4 separate regions of the Mus musculus genome follow, and all the other regions are linked to region 3. A link is a contact called in public Hi-C and HiChIP or PLAC-seq data. All regions are on one chromosome and are shown on one strand. Each heading gives the region's core, a stretch centred on a gene start, on an enhancer-like site or on the middle of the called end of the contact. The rest is flanking DNA. Distances are from core to core; before and after follow the strand shown.

Region 1 (3,470 bases), core at 58-2,557, 280 kb before region 3:
AGAGGAAGACCAGCAGTCTCAACTAACCCAGACCCCAGGGAGCTCTCAGAGACGGAGCCATCAACCAGGAGCACACACGGGCTAGTCGGAGGCCACTGGCACATAAATAGCAGAGGTCTGCCTGGTCTGGCCTCAGTCGGAGAAGTTGTGCTTAATCCTAGAGAGACTTGAGGCTCCAGGGAAGGGGGGTCAATTGGGTGGGGGAAGCAGCCTCTCGGAGGTAGGTGGGAGGAGGAATGGGATGAGGAACTGTGGGAGGGGGAAATGAAAGGGGGCAACAACTGGAATGTAAATAAGTAAAATAATTTTTAAAAATTCAGAAATAACTCTTGTTCTCTTGCTCTCTCTTGCTCTCTTGCTCTTCCTCTCTCCTTCCCATCCCCTTCCCCCACCCCTCTTTTCATGTGCTTATGGCCATGGTCAGCCTCTACTTCTCTCCGCCTTTCTCTGCCTCTACTACCCTCTTAACTTCCCTCCTCATGCCCTAAATAAACTCTATTCTATACAAACAAAAAAAAAATCAGAAATAAAACAAAAAACAAAAAACAAAAAAAAACAACCTTCAATGAGATATTACTTCACTTCTTTTTGAGACAGTCTCACATGGCAAATTCCTGATCCTCCCATCTCTGCCTCCAACCCTGAGATAACAGGTCATCAGGATGACTAATATCAAAAGTAAGGAGAAAGGTAAGCTCTGCTGAGGATGTAAAGATGAGAACACTTGGACACCAGGGCAGAGGTGATGAGTGATGCAGCTATTATGGAAAATAGCATGAAGGCTCTCGGAAACCCCAAAATGAATCTACATAGGGTATATACCCAAAGGAAATGATATCCACTCTATACAGATAGCTGCCCTGCCCTGCTCACAGAAGTTTACAACAGCCAAGATATGGAAACAAACATTGTTTTTGATGGACAGATATGGTTTAAAGATCCAAGGTGCATATATCCAGTGAGATTTTATTTAGCTTTTAAAAAGAAGATGCTGACAACTGAAACAATATGGATAAACTCAGAGGACTTAGAGTAAATAAGCCAGACACAGAAAGATAAATATGGCGTGATCTCTCTTAGGTGTAGACTCTTTAAAAACTAAAGTCAAATACAGCTGTTCTAGTTATCTGTGGGCCTACACTGACAGATTAAACTATGAATCAGAAAGCTGGGTGTGGGGTGTCAGGTAGGGCTGGGGTTGTGGAAGAGCATGTGCTTAGAATTCATAGGGCCCAGGAAACAGGGGCCACACAGCACATTAATGCAGGCAGATGACAGAAAGGATAAAAGAATGGGAACACCAGATCACTGAGTCACCGAGACTAGGGCAGGCTGTGCCACCTTCCTGCTCCTCCCTAACCACTGAGAGCACAGCTTCCTCCACCCATGGGTCCTACTCTCCTAAACTCATGACATCCTGCTCATGGACATTCTTGGCTGTTTCAGATTCCCAGTCTGATATGGCAACCAGCCACCTCTAAGTGTAAAAAGGTTAGGAAGGACGAGGGGAAGGGTGGCGACTTCCCTAACACTTTGCCAAGCCTATTCCGACATTCCTTAAGAGTCCCTGAACATCTCCACTGTAAGACGGTACACCTAGCACATACAGAAACCTCCCTTCCTGTCTCAGATTCTTAGAAATGATGAAAAGACTTAAATAAGAACCAAAAACCAGGCAAAAGGGGAACTGGTAGATTAGACTGTCTGTGGGTTTCCTGGTAGAACAAAATCATAGCTTAAGAGTGTTTCTCACAAATGAGAAGACATGGAAGCTGGAGAAACGCTTCCATGTTAAGAGCAACTTTTGCTCTTGCAGAAGATCTGGGTTCAGTTCCCAGAACCCACATGGTGGCTAACAACTTCCTCTCAGTAGCTCTAGGGGATTCAAAGCCCACTTCTGACAAACATAGGCACTAAACGCACACACGGGCATACCTACAGATGCAGGTCACACATGGTGCACACAATCTAAAAGCCAGATAAAATATAAGGAAAGACAGGAAATGATAGACACCAGGAGCGGGGGAGTTCTAAAGGGAACCTCTAGATGTGTCTGGCTCCAGTCACAGTAATGTGGATGCCAGAAGCTGTGCTGCTTTCTTACCCTAAATGCTCAGCCTTACACTGATTTGGCCCCTTGGGTCTGTGAGTCTCAGCAGAGGTCTGAGAGTTATCAGCATTTAAGAAGATCAGGTGCCTGGCAAGTCATCTGCCAGCTCCTGCAGGTCTGGCCCCAGGAACCTTAGAAAAGCTATGTGGTACCCTAAACACAATATCCTTCCACTCCTCAATAGCAGGTGGTAATGATTTCTGATCAGAGTAATAGAGAACATATAATAATAATAATAATAATAATAATAATAAACAATTTTAAAATCCCACCAAAAAATATGAACTTTCAGCTGAGACTCACCAAACATCTGAGTGCTACTACCAAGAGTCAACAAGCTGAAGACCTTACACCACAGGACAGACAAACACACAGGCAACCCAGAGCCTTCAGAGATACTAACAGTTTTGAATCTCTGAGAGATTTCAGAGGATATTATGCCCCTGAGGAAAAAATCATCTAGATATTTTAGAAATTAAAACCTGCTGTTTCAGTAAAAATTCTTAATAGCTGGGCCAAAGAACAGAGTGGGCATCAGTGAAGAACAAGGTAGAACTGGAAGACTGAGCCCACAACTCAGAAAGCAACCCCAAAAGATGAGGCAGCAGGTTACAAGTTACAATGTTCGTGTATAGGAGTTCCAAAACAAGAGACCAAAGGAAACAAACCCCAAATACCACTCTAAGAAAGAAATAAAAGAAAATAGTTTATTAGAACTTAAGAAATCTGAGTCAGGTATGGTGGCACACACTTTTCATCCCAGCACTCAGGAAGCAGAGGCAGGCAGATCTCTGCGCAAGTTCCAGAAAGCCAGGACTGTACAGTGAGACCAAGTCTCAAAACCAAACCAACCAAATGAACACCAAACAAACAAAATACTGTACAGAGGAAATGTAAATGGTCAATCATCAGTTACTAAGGAAATTAAAATTAAAGGAAGTAGATAGAGACTTCCATCTCCCAGACTGACTAAAATAAAAATCAGCAATACCACATTTGTTCAAGGCATGGAGGAATGGGTACTCAGCACTTCAAGATGGTATTGTGAATCTACAAAGCTTGTGGGGGAGTAAATGAGTGGTGGCTATTACAATTTTAAATGCATTTTTAAATTTAAAGGCTTTAGATCTACTTGCACACATGTGAGAAGAGGTATGTCTTAAGAATCAGAATAAGGCTCTAGGGACATGAAGACAGCAAACTAGCCTGGGACATGCTATCCTATGGTAGTCCACACACAGAATGAGGCAGTTCTATAGCTCACCATAAGTGCAGAGGAGACAGTCTAGAGGGAGAACAAGCTAATAGCAGTTACTCCTTCTAGGAGGTGCAATAGGATTGGAAATGTAGCTAAGAGAAC
Region 2 (3,271 bases), core at 602-3,101, 440 kb after region 3:
AGTACCATCTTCCTCCATTCCTCCTTCCTCTTACTATTCATCTCTGAAGAGTTAGATCATAGCCCCTCTCCAAGAGATATGTTTGCAGCTCATGCACATTTTGTCATGGGGCACAGTTTCTGTCAAGTTTTAACTGAGTAAACCTCTCATATGTAGTTATAACAGCTCTTGTTACATACTAGGTTTTGAAGGTCCTCATACTTCTACTTTTTACCTTTTAAAACCCCACGCGGGCTGGAGAGCTGGCTCAGCCCGTTAAAGGCTAGGCTCACAACCAAAAATATAAAACCCCACAGGGTGCTTAAATGTTACCGATGTCAATGTCTGGCTGTACTACCGCAGTAAGAAAGAGTACAGCTGGCATCAGAAATGAAGCAGTTCTGATCTGTGGGGGTTTCCCCTTATTCCATACTCCCCTAAGCAAAATCAGAAGTAAAGGCAGGAGAATGGGTTTCTATCCAGTAGCAGAGGAAGTGACTGGGGGTGTCGTTTGCTATTTCTGAACTACATTCTGTCTCCCTGGCAGTGGAGCACTGAGTAACCAGGCTTAGATTCCCCGATGTTAGTCAACCAGTCTGCCCTTCAATTTCCCCGTATGCAAAACAAGAGTACCAGTGGTGTCTAGAGGATATGAGTGGTGTCTAGGTCGCCCGGTTGTGGTCAACATCGAGTGACATAATGCAGTCGCAGAAAGTGCTTGCCACAGTGCTTCTAGTGACAAGCTTAGCTACATACATAATGAAGGTGCTAACTTAGGAATCCTTAAAATCCGTACCCGTTGCTCATATACGATGGTCTTTCAAAAATAGGGATAGAATGGGAGGGGGGAAAAAGCCCCCCGGCTTGCCCTGCACAAATGACAGCCACAAGCAGGCTTCTTTACAGTTAGCAAGAGGAAGAGGTACTGCAACCTGGCCTCCGTTCCAGTTACTGGGTGTCACTCTCCACACCGACTGCCCCCGACCCCTTAGGCTGGCAAGCACTGTTTGGGCGCCTGCTGGCTGTCAAAATAAGCCTCCTGGCCTCGAAGGCTCACGTGGGACCGAAAGCAGTCAGGCAACGCTTACTTGTTCCTGCGGATCCAGTCGATGAGGGCGCGCACCTCCGGCACCTCATCCAGGGAAGGTGGCTCGCCGGTGCTGAACTGGTCAGGGAAGCTGCGGTTGAGGTCGCGGCCTCGGCTGTTGTCACGGCCGCTGGTCCCAGGCGGGCCGCTGTCGCCGAGGCCGCAGTCACCCTCGCGGGCACGTTCGAAGCCATCCGGGTTCAGGCTGGGCAGCAAATACACGTCGGTGGTGTTGAGCAGGCGGACCAGGCGCGGGTCCCCGCGGCGGTAGCCCGACGCCAGCTCGCGGGCCAGGTAGACCAACACCTGGCGTGACACCGTCTCGTCGCCGTGCATGTTACCCACCAGCTTCACCTGCGGCCGGCCGGGCAGCAGCGGCCCCGCGGCGTCCAGCCCCGCGGCGGCGGTGGGCGGCGGCCCCAGGCCCGCTGTGAGGCGCAGCACCCACAGCGGCCGGCCCTCCACCGAGCTGCCGATGCTGAAGAGACGCGCCAGGCCGGGTGGCCCCGCGGCCGCCGCCGCTTCCAGCGCCTCGCCCAGCGCCGCTTCGTGGTAGTAGTGGTCAAACTGGCCCTCGGCCGCCTCGGAGCCGCCAACGGTTGTCGTGGTCGCCTCAGCCTTCTTGATGTGCGCCGCCTGGGCCGAGCTCCTCAGTAGCAGCAGCAGCAGCAGCAGCGGTGGCGGCGGCAGCAGACGCAGGCGTCCCAGCCGCCAGGGCGGCCGCTCATCCCGGCCGCTCGCCATCTTCCAGCAACGCCGCTAATACCGCTCCGCTCCAGCGGCTCCACACTCCGGGAGGCGGCAGCCCGCCGGATCCCCTCCGCGCCTAGCAACCCCATCCCGCCTTCCAGCCTTAGCCAATCGTAGCCTTGAATGCTTGGGTGTCACTCTAGGGGGCGGGGCTTTCCTTAAAGCGGACGATTTTCCCTCTGGGCGTGTCTCCACTCCAGTCCTTAGGGACTTTAGTCGCTTTCCTTTCCTCCACTAAGGTTCTACCCTCTGTCTTCCCGCCTCCCTATTTCCTCTTCTACTTCTCTCGTTTTGTTTTGTTTTGTTTTGTTTTGTTTTGTTTTTTGCTCAGTCTCTTCTTTATGGCTTCTCCTCTGAAATTCTCTGAGAGCTTTTACTAGCCCCCTTCTTCGTTGCAGCATTTCTTAGCTACGCTTTAATGCTTTAGAGTCAGTAATCAAAAGAATCGAAAGGTTCCAAAGATTAAAGGACTCTTGAGAAAATCAGGAAGTTAGAAAGAATCTTAATCTCCTTGGAGAATCAAAGACCTCCTTAGTCCCATCTCCTTTGCACCTTCCTCCCCGCCCCCCCCCCATCCCCCTTGATCGGTTCTGCCTGGGCTTGAGCCCATCTGCCTACATGCAGTTGAAGAGAATGAGACACCTCATAAAGCAATCAATTCTATTTTTGATTTGTCGCGTGACTAGGTATCTCCTTTATTAAGTGGAAACTTCCATAGTAGGCGCCCTCTGTCTTAATGTGGTCTTAATTGGCCATTCAAAAGTGTTGGATTGTAACTATCTTCTTTGTGTGCTGGTCTCTGCTCTCACTGAGGAGATATCGTTTTTTAGTGACCTTACCCTCCTCTCACACTTCTTTTGAGTAGGAGCATCTAGATCACCTCTATACAGCCATAGCTATAGTTTTGGAATGCTGTCTTTAAGAGATAGATTTGCCATGTCTAGAAATACCTGCTTGGCAAGTGTACTTCCCCCAAGGTATTTGGGTAAGTCCAGAAAAACCTAACCTTCCAAGTAAAGTTTAATCACGTTAGCTTGAAGAAATTTGAAGTTTGGCAATCCTTTTATCAAGCGTGAAATTCTAACCCATCTAATGACATAATTGTGATAACCATTATCATTCCCTTCTTTCGGTGCTGGATGGTTCGAGTTTCTGAACTCTAATTGAATCTTCATAGAGCCCGTGGAATTCACTGATTACTGAGTATTTATTGAGTAATTGGTGTCTGTCAAAGCTAGAAGCTGGGAAGCAAGGCATTGCTTGCATAGTTAGAGATCCAATGCAGGGATGAACAATGCAATACATCTGTGGGGACATTCCTGAGGAAAACCTCATTCAGTCTGAGGAGAAGGCAACCAAGAAGCTAGGGAAGAAGCCAAGATGGGAGTGAAGAATTCTGGATAGAAGGAGGAGCATGCACGGGAGGTTGGAAAGTTTACGAGCAGAGCCTAGGTG
Region 3 (3,374 bases), core at 813-3,312:
CGGGAGGCTGGCAGATCTCTCCAAGTTGGGGGCAGTGGAGGGCAGTATGGTCTAGATAGGAGTTCCAGAGCAGCCAGAGCTACATGGTGAAACTCTGTCTCAAAAGCAAAACAAACAAACAAAAAAACCAACCAAACAAACCTCTGAGAATGATTGAGGGGGCTCAGTGGTTAAGAGCACTGATTGCTCTTCTAGAGGAACTGAGTGCAGTTTCCAGTACTCCCATCACGTGACTCACAACCACTCGTAACTCCAGTTCTAGTGGACCATTCCTCTCGCCTCTATGGGCACTTTTATACGTGCAGTATACAGGTTGGCCTTAAAAGTCAAAGACTTGCTTGCCTTTGCCTTCCCAGTGTGGGACACTCCCCCCCCAAGCAATAATGATTCTGACATAACACTTCTGAGACTAAATAAGAATATGGAAAGCAAATCATGAAGATGGGGGATGGCCCAGGCAGAGCTGAGCTTGCAGTGAATGAAGCACGGGTGTCTTCCTGGCAATTCACAGAGTTAGCATTTGTGTCCTGGCACAGCAAAGGATCTGAAACATCAGATGCATTTCCTGTGGGTGCTTAGAGATGTTTCTGTGGATGATCTGAAGAGACGGGCAGGAGGCAAGAGATTAGTTAACAGTCTAATGACTGGGCAGTGATGGGAGGTAACAAAACTTCCTTGGCAGTGAGCATGAAAGCAAAGGGATGGACTCAAAAGACAGGTGTGTATAAGCAAGAAGAGAGTGATTCACCCAGCCAGGAAACAGGAAGTGCAGGTGTGTGTGTGTGTGTGTGTGTGTGTGTGTGTGTGTGTGTGTGTGTGTGTGAAAGAAGTTCTAACTTCACCTGTAGCTCCTAGTTACTCTCTGCTGTTGGAGGACATTAATCAAAGCCCCTTAATTGCAAAGTCATCTGTCCAGGATCTGGAGAAATGGATCAGGAGTTGAGAGGGCTGGCTGTTTTCCAGAGTTCCTGGGTTCAATTCTCAGCACCTATATGATGGCTCACAGCCATCTGTTAACTCCAGTCCCAGGAGATCTAATGCCATTTGCTGGCCTCCCAGGTACTACGTGTACTCGGTCCACAGACATACATTCAGGTAAAGACTCGTTTGAATTAATTTAAAATAAATAAAATCTAAAAATAAAGTCACTTGTCCAGTACCCACTGTGTACAACAAACCGGTCAGCTAAGCAGTATCTGTTGGCACATACCTTCTACCAGCCATAGGGCTGTGACGTTTTTCCATTGTTAACCATAGTTGTATGCAACTAGTATGTATATAATACTCTATACTCAGCTTGCTCGCTCTCTCTCTCTCTCTCTCTCTCTCTCTCTCTCTCTCTCTCTTTTCTTAAGCATAGTTTCTCTGCGTAGCCATGGCTGCCCTGGAACTCACTCTATAGACCAGGCTGGCTTCAAACTCAAAGATCTGCCTGCCTCTGCCTAACTGATTTAACTGATTTAAGGCTTGCTAGACCACCACTCAGTTCATTTGTTGGCCTCCTTCTTTATTCCTTAAAGGCTTAATAACTATGTAATAAAATACATTTAGAACATATGTATGCCATGTTTCAACACTTACTTACAAAGCGCGTACATTCGATCTCAGAATACCAACCAGCCTGTGGTTCTAGTGAATCAGGTAGCTGCATCACTGCTGCATGGCTTAGAAACAAAGCAGACACGCGCGTCCCCTGCTGCAAGCTCAACGAACTGCAGCCTAACAGGAGCCCGACCGCTCTTCAGCGGCTTCTCAAGAGTTTTCAAAGGAAGTAGCATGTCCAGTGAGCACGCACGGCTTTCTGGGAAGTGTAGTCAGATGTTCGAGTTAGAACTACAAATCCCGGCACGCACCGCAATGGGGCCCCTAGTTGAGGGGTGTTCTTGAGATATTGAGTCTTGTCTGATTGCTTTTAGCAATGTCTTACAAACTTGGCAGCTGTTTAAAGAGGCGTTGAGGAAGCACGATAGCTCCCTCGACGCTGATGCATAGGCAGACTTTGCTTCTACACCTTCTTCAGTGTGGCGAATCTGCCGTTGTCGTCACTCTGGCTGGACGCCTAGGTAAGCGTGTGGAATCGGCTGTGGGAAATACGAAGTGAAAGGTACTAGAGCCCCTACGGTCATGGCGGCTACCGCCCCCAAGGCCGGGGGTTCAGCTCCTGAGGCAGCGGGTTCTGCCGAAGCTCCGTTGCAGTACAGCCTTCTTCTTCAGTACCTGGTGGGCGACAAGCGTCAGCCCCGGCTTCTGGAGCCTGGCAGCCTGGGCGGGATCCCGAGTCCTGCCAAGAGCGAGGAGCAGAAGATGATCGAGAGGGCAATGGAAAGTTGCGCCTTCAAGGCTGTGCTGGCCTGTGTAGGAGGTGAGACGAGGCTCGAGGGGCCCTTGGGATGCTGAGGGCTTGAAGAGCCTTAGGATTCCTTATCAAGACAACGCGTTTAGGAGGCAAGGAACCTGTAGGTGTCGACCTTGATTGCACCCGGACTTGCTCCTTGAACCCGGAGATGTCTCTCTTGACCCTGGGGTTAACAGTCAGGGTATGCAGGATCCTAAGTAGTTGCTTTCTGTCGTTCGTTTGTTTGTCATTTCATTCATTCATTCAACATGTTGTTACTATGTAACTGTCATGAGCGGACAGGAGCCCTGAAGGTCTAATATTAGGACCCAGAGAGAATGCTGTAGACACATAGGGAGTTGCAAAATTGTCCTTAAGGCAGAAGTTTGGAGCTTGGAAATTATTGCTGGGTGGTGGCGGCCCAGGCCACGGGGGTGGGGGTGGGGTGGGGGGAGGGGCTGAGACAGACAGGCAGACAGACAGAGCTACATAGAGACACCCTGTCTCAAAATAAAACAAAAAACAATGAAGACCAGTATGATTAGACAGACGGGGTGGGGCTGGGATAGACATTAACAACCCCCAACACACACACACACACACACACACATTCACATTTTGAGGATTTGAGAATGTACAGCATATTTAAAACAGACGGGGTGGGGCTGGGATAGACATTAACAACCCCCAACACACACACACACACACACACACACACACACACACACATTCACGTTTTGAGGATTTGAGAATGTACAGCATATTTAAAACGTGCAGGTGAAAAGGTTAGGTATATTTGTAGATGAATTCAAATTTCATTACAAATGAAAAACATTAGCCGGGCAGTGGTGGCACACGCCTTTAATCCCAGCACTTGGGAGGCAGAGGCAGGTGGATTTCTGAGTTCAAGGCCAGCCTGGTCTACAGAGTGAGTTCTAGGACAGCCAGGGCTACACAGAGAAACCCTGTCTGGAAAAACAAACAAACAAACAAACAAAGCAGGGAGGAAGAGGCAGTCAGATCTCAGAGTTCCAGGTCA
Region 4 (3,424 bases), core at 756-3,255, 500 kb before region 3:
CCTTGGGAGAGAATAGTATGGTTGGAGGTAAGACGACAGCCCACGACAGCCGTAACCCAGTGTACCCACAAAGCCCTTGTCAGAGTGCTGCAGCACAGCCTGGACACTGTGGTCCATGATAAACGTTTCTAGATGGTTTGTGTATGTATCCATCACTGAGTGTCATTGCTAGAGGGCAATGTGGGACCCACAGTTTTCCTGTCTAGAAGGAATGTCACGGAGAGCCAGGCCCTACTCTGACTGGTCCTCTCTTGGCCTTTTACACTGTGTACCCTTCACACTCTGCACTTAAACCATACCAGCCTTTTGTTAGGATTCTCTGTATGCTATGTTCCTTCTACCCCAGGGCCTTTGCACATGCTGTTTTGTATGCTTAGAACTTTCTCCATATTTCCATGTAACATTTACCTCTCTGAGTCAAGAGAAGAATCATAGAAGAATCATGTAAAAGAAGGTCTTGGTCCCTGACCCAGTTAATACCCCACCCCTACCTACTGCCAATCATCATCAACAACAGAATTCACATCTTTAAGTATCCATACAACTTTGACCTCTCCCCATCTCTGCTTTAATATGAAAGACCAATTGAGTTTAGGTATGTGGAGAGACACCTGGGTGCTTGGAAGGAAGAATGTGGGTTGGAAAACTCTCTGTGTTTCCTAGGGGGTCTACTGGACTCGATGTCTAGCTCTGCAACGGGCATCTGTCTCTCAGACACACACCTGGGAGGAGACACACTGGCTCTTCTGAGAGGCTAGGACAGCTTCAGCAGCTGGTGAATGAGAGACAAAGTTGGGAATGAAGGGGATGCTGGAAGGTCAAGGGACAGCTGGGCTCTTGGACGAGGTCCAAGAGCTGAGGTCTCCCAGCAATGTGCACCCTGCCAGAGAGGGCACCTAATTGGCCTGGCATCAGAGATGGTGAGTGGGACCAATCTCATCCCTAGTCATTCTCTCTGCAGGGGTGAGGTGGGGGGGGGGCTGAGGCACCCAGATGGAGGAGAGCAAGGATGCTCACACATCACATGCGACGCCATTCTTCCTGAGCGTTTCAGATGGATTTTTCTATCCACCTTTGATGTCTCAGCTCTGACTCCCACAGGCTTCTAACGTCTAATTGCGAATTTCTTAAGCTTGGTCCCAGTTGGGAAATGCTGGCTTCTGATGCCAACACAGTCTGATAGCTGCAGGGATGTTCTTGTCCTATCAGAGCCAGGGATGGCACCCACCAGAGATCTGGAACAGACTAGAGGGCATGAGGGGCATCTGAGAGGCTCAGCCACAGGGACACTGTGTGTGTGTGTGTGTGTGTGTGTGTGTGTGTGTGTGTCGGGGGGGGGGGCAGGCCAGGCCCAACCAAAATTGAAGGGTCACTAGTCTGAGGGGTAATAGGAAAATGAAGACCTCCAAAAAGACACAAGGGAATCACAGAAGGACACAGACCCCACTAAGGACGTAGGAAAGATGCTGTAGCCAGCGGTGGTCTCTACTGAAGTGAGCTGTTCATTCAGGGAACAGGCATGTGCTCTGTATTGCCCCTCTATGCCAGGCTCAGGGACAAGAGCAGGCCCAATGGGGAAGTCTTGCTCCCTGTGGGCTGTTGTGAAAGAGCACAGGTGTGGGAGTCAGCTGGACTTGGATGTAGGTTCCAGCCCAGCCACTGACAAGGGACACGGGCAAGGAGTGAAGGCCTCATTTTCCTTATCTGAGAAATGGGAACATGTTAGTTCGTGGTGAGTAATACATAAGCATGGGCCGAGAGTGGTGTGCATTTGACATCCGCCTCTCTCCAAACTCCTCCCTGGGGAGCAAAACTTGCAAAAGACTGGGAAGAGGGGAAGAGGGCAGCAGGTGGAGAGGGAGGGAAGGGCCACTCCTGCAGGCCACAGATGCTTACTTGGCTCTCAGAGCAAGCTGCCGATCGTTGGGGCAAACCCACTGATCATTTCCACTGCTGAAGATGGTGTCAGCCATGACGGGGAGCACAGCCCAGGGCAGGAGTCACATCTGAGGCAGGAGGACAAGGGAAGCACATGTTAGTGACTGGGGTGTTGACGGGAATCCCGATCCCTGCTGACCATTGATGCTACACTCTTTTTTTTAAGGTTTTTCGAGACAGGGTTTCTCTGTGTAGCCCTGGCTGTAGTAGACCAGGCTGTCCTTGAACTCAGAAATCCTCCTGCCTCTGCCTCCCAAGTGCTGGGATTAAAGGCATGCACCACCACTGCCTGGCGATGCTACACTCTTAACTCCTCCAGCAAAAGCCTTACTCAGAGCTCCTTTTCCAAAGGCTCGGGATCTTGGGACAGGTGGCTAGGTGCATCACATCGCTAAGTGACCAGAGTAGACAATGACATCAGAGGGTGAGAATCAGAAGGGAGAGAAGGCACCATCTCAGCAACTTTCAACTCAGCTGGCAAGCCCTGCAGAGCATCAGCTTCTGCCCTTTCCCACACAGCCCCACTGCCCTGAGAACATCCCAAAGAGAGACACAGGCAAGCTCATGAGTCCCCTCAACCTCCCCAACCTTCATTGGACCAGAGTGGAAGCTTACAGGCCTGTGCTCTGCTCCGTAAGAGACCCCAGGGTGTTCTCCAGAGGGCAAGGCATGGGGTGGCAGCCAGTACCTCCACTAGGCACTTTAAAAAGTCATCGTCCACAAGGGATATCTTGCAAACCCTGCAGGAAGGAACCTTCTTTAGAACCTGATGGCTCAACGTAAGTAGTGCAGCTTAGCTGGCTTTCTGTGTGTTACTGAGCCAAGGGCTAACTCAGGCTGCCTATTACAAAGGCGCTGCTTGTGCCTCCTAAATGGAGTGCATGTGTGCGTGTGTGTGTGTGTGTGAGTGTGTGCATGCGTGTGTGAGTGTGTGCATGTGTTGAGAAGAAAAAGAGACTTGGGTCAGTATGCATAAGGATAGCCTTTGATTTCATCCAATCCAGTCCAGTGGATTGAAAATTCAGAGCCTCTTTATATTCTACAAAAGAATATTGATGGAGAAAGCTGGTGATGTGGTTCAGTGATTAAAAGCATTGGCTGCTCTTCCAGAGGACCCAGGTTTGATTCCCAGCACCCACAAGGTGGTTTACAGACACCTGTAATTCCAGTCCCAGGGGTTCTGGTGCCCTCTTCTGGTCTCCATAGGGACTGCATAAATGCACATAGATCCACATAAGCAAAACACACATATACATGAAATTAAAAAAAAAAAACATTGAGGCTGGAAATTTGTTTGCTATTCTCTCAAAATGTTAACCACATACTTGCCATATGGCTCGGAAACTCAGTTGTCCTAAGTACCAACCACAAGAGGACTAAAACATACGTCCTCATAGACATGGGTACAAATATTCTTAAGTCACTGTTATTCCCAATAGCCCAAATGTTACACTAAGAGAAGAAGCCAAGCTTGTACAGAAGATCA

The links. A called contact is a pair of places that touch in the nucleus more often than the background predicts. HiChIP or PLAC-seq counts read pairs in DNA pulled down with a chosen protein or histone mark.
Region 1: an H3K4me3 HiChIP or PLAC-seq map of bone marrow-derived macrophages shows a contact between it and region 3, with 4 times the contacts expected there. The contact joins the enhancer-like site here to the promoter of Timm22 in region 3. A contact is called at or near these places in 1 of 484 Hi-C or Micro-C datasets (cranial neural crest), 9 of 115 datasets of contacts at active chromatin or transcription factors (the 230-238 cell line, the SCID.adh cell line, acute myeloid leukemia and 5 more) and 1 of 9 other capture datasets (adipose tissue).
Region 2: a contact with region 3 is called in a Hi-C map of B cells, with 5 read pairs. The contact joins the promoter of Cpd here to the promoter of Timm22 in region 3. A contact is called at or near these places in 1 of 484 Hi-C or Micro-C datasets (B cells), 1 of 115 datasets of contacts at active chromatin or transcription factors (pancreatic cancer cells) and 1 of 9 other capture datasets (pancreatic islet).
Region 4: a contact with region 3 is called in a Hi-C map of the Ba/F3 cell line, with 4 times the contacts expected there. The contact joins the promoter of Rph3al here to the promoter of Timm22 in region 3. A contact is called at or near these places in 5 of 39 promoter capture datasets (3T3-L1-derived adipocytes, the C10 cell line, embryonic stem cells and 2 more), 3 of 15 datasets of contacts at CTCF or cohesin (embryonic stem cells, large pre-B cells and pro-B cells), 31 of 484 Hi-C or Micro-C datasets (B cells, the Ba/F3 cell line, the C2C12 cell line and 17 more), 9 of 115 datasets of contacts at active chromatin or transcription factors (the 230-238 cell line, embryonic forebrain, embryonic limb bud and 4 more) and 2 of 9 other capture datasets (adipose tissue and embryonic stem cells).

What each region holds. Positions count from the first base shown.
Region 1 is chr11:76,129,639-76,133,108 of GRCm38.p6, forward strand. All of the region lies in intron 7 of Vps53 (VPS53 GARP complex subunit), which reads right to left. Among named protein-coding and RNA genes, the nearest start is that of Gm46252, 19 kb to the right of the region's middle. Within about 2 kb of position 1,308, at least 50 of the 459 cell types and tissues checked have an H3K27ac peak or open chromatin away from gene starts, as enhancers often do. A contact at or near this core is called in the 230-238 cell line, adipose tissue, bone marrow-derived macrophages and 2 more, where this site is marked.
Region 2 is chr11:76,845,157-76,848,427 of GRCm38.p6, forward strand. It overlaps Cpd (carboxypeptidase D), which reads right to left and starts at 1,852. Exons shown (of 21, transcript NM_007754.2): 1 at 1,068-1,852. The coding sequence starts at 1,810.
Region 3 is chr11:76,405,081-76,408,454 of GRCm38.p6, forward strand. It overlaps Timm22 (translocase of inner mitochondrial membrane 22), which reads left to right and starts at 2,063. Exons shown (of 4, transcript NM_019818.5): 1 at 2,063-2,362. The coding sequence starts at 2,125.
Region 4 is chr11:75,909,054-75,912,477 of GRCm38.p6, forward strand. Rph3al (rabphilin 3A-like (without C2 domains)) reads right to left here and starts at 2,006. Exons shown (of 8, transcript NM_029548.4): 1 at 1,897-2,006; 2 at 1. The coding sequence starts at 1,973.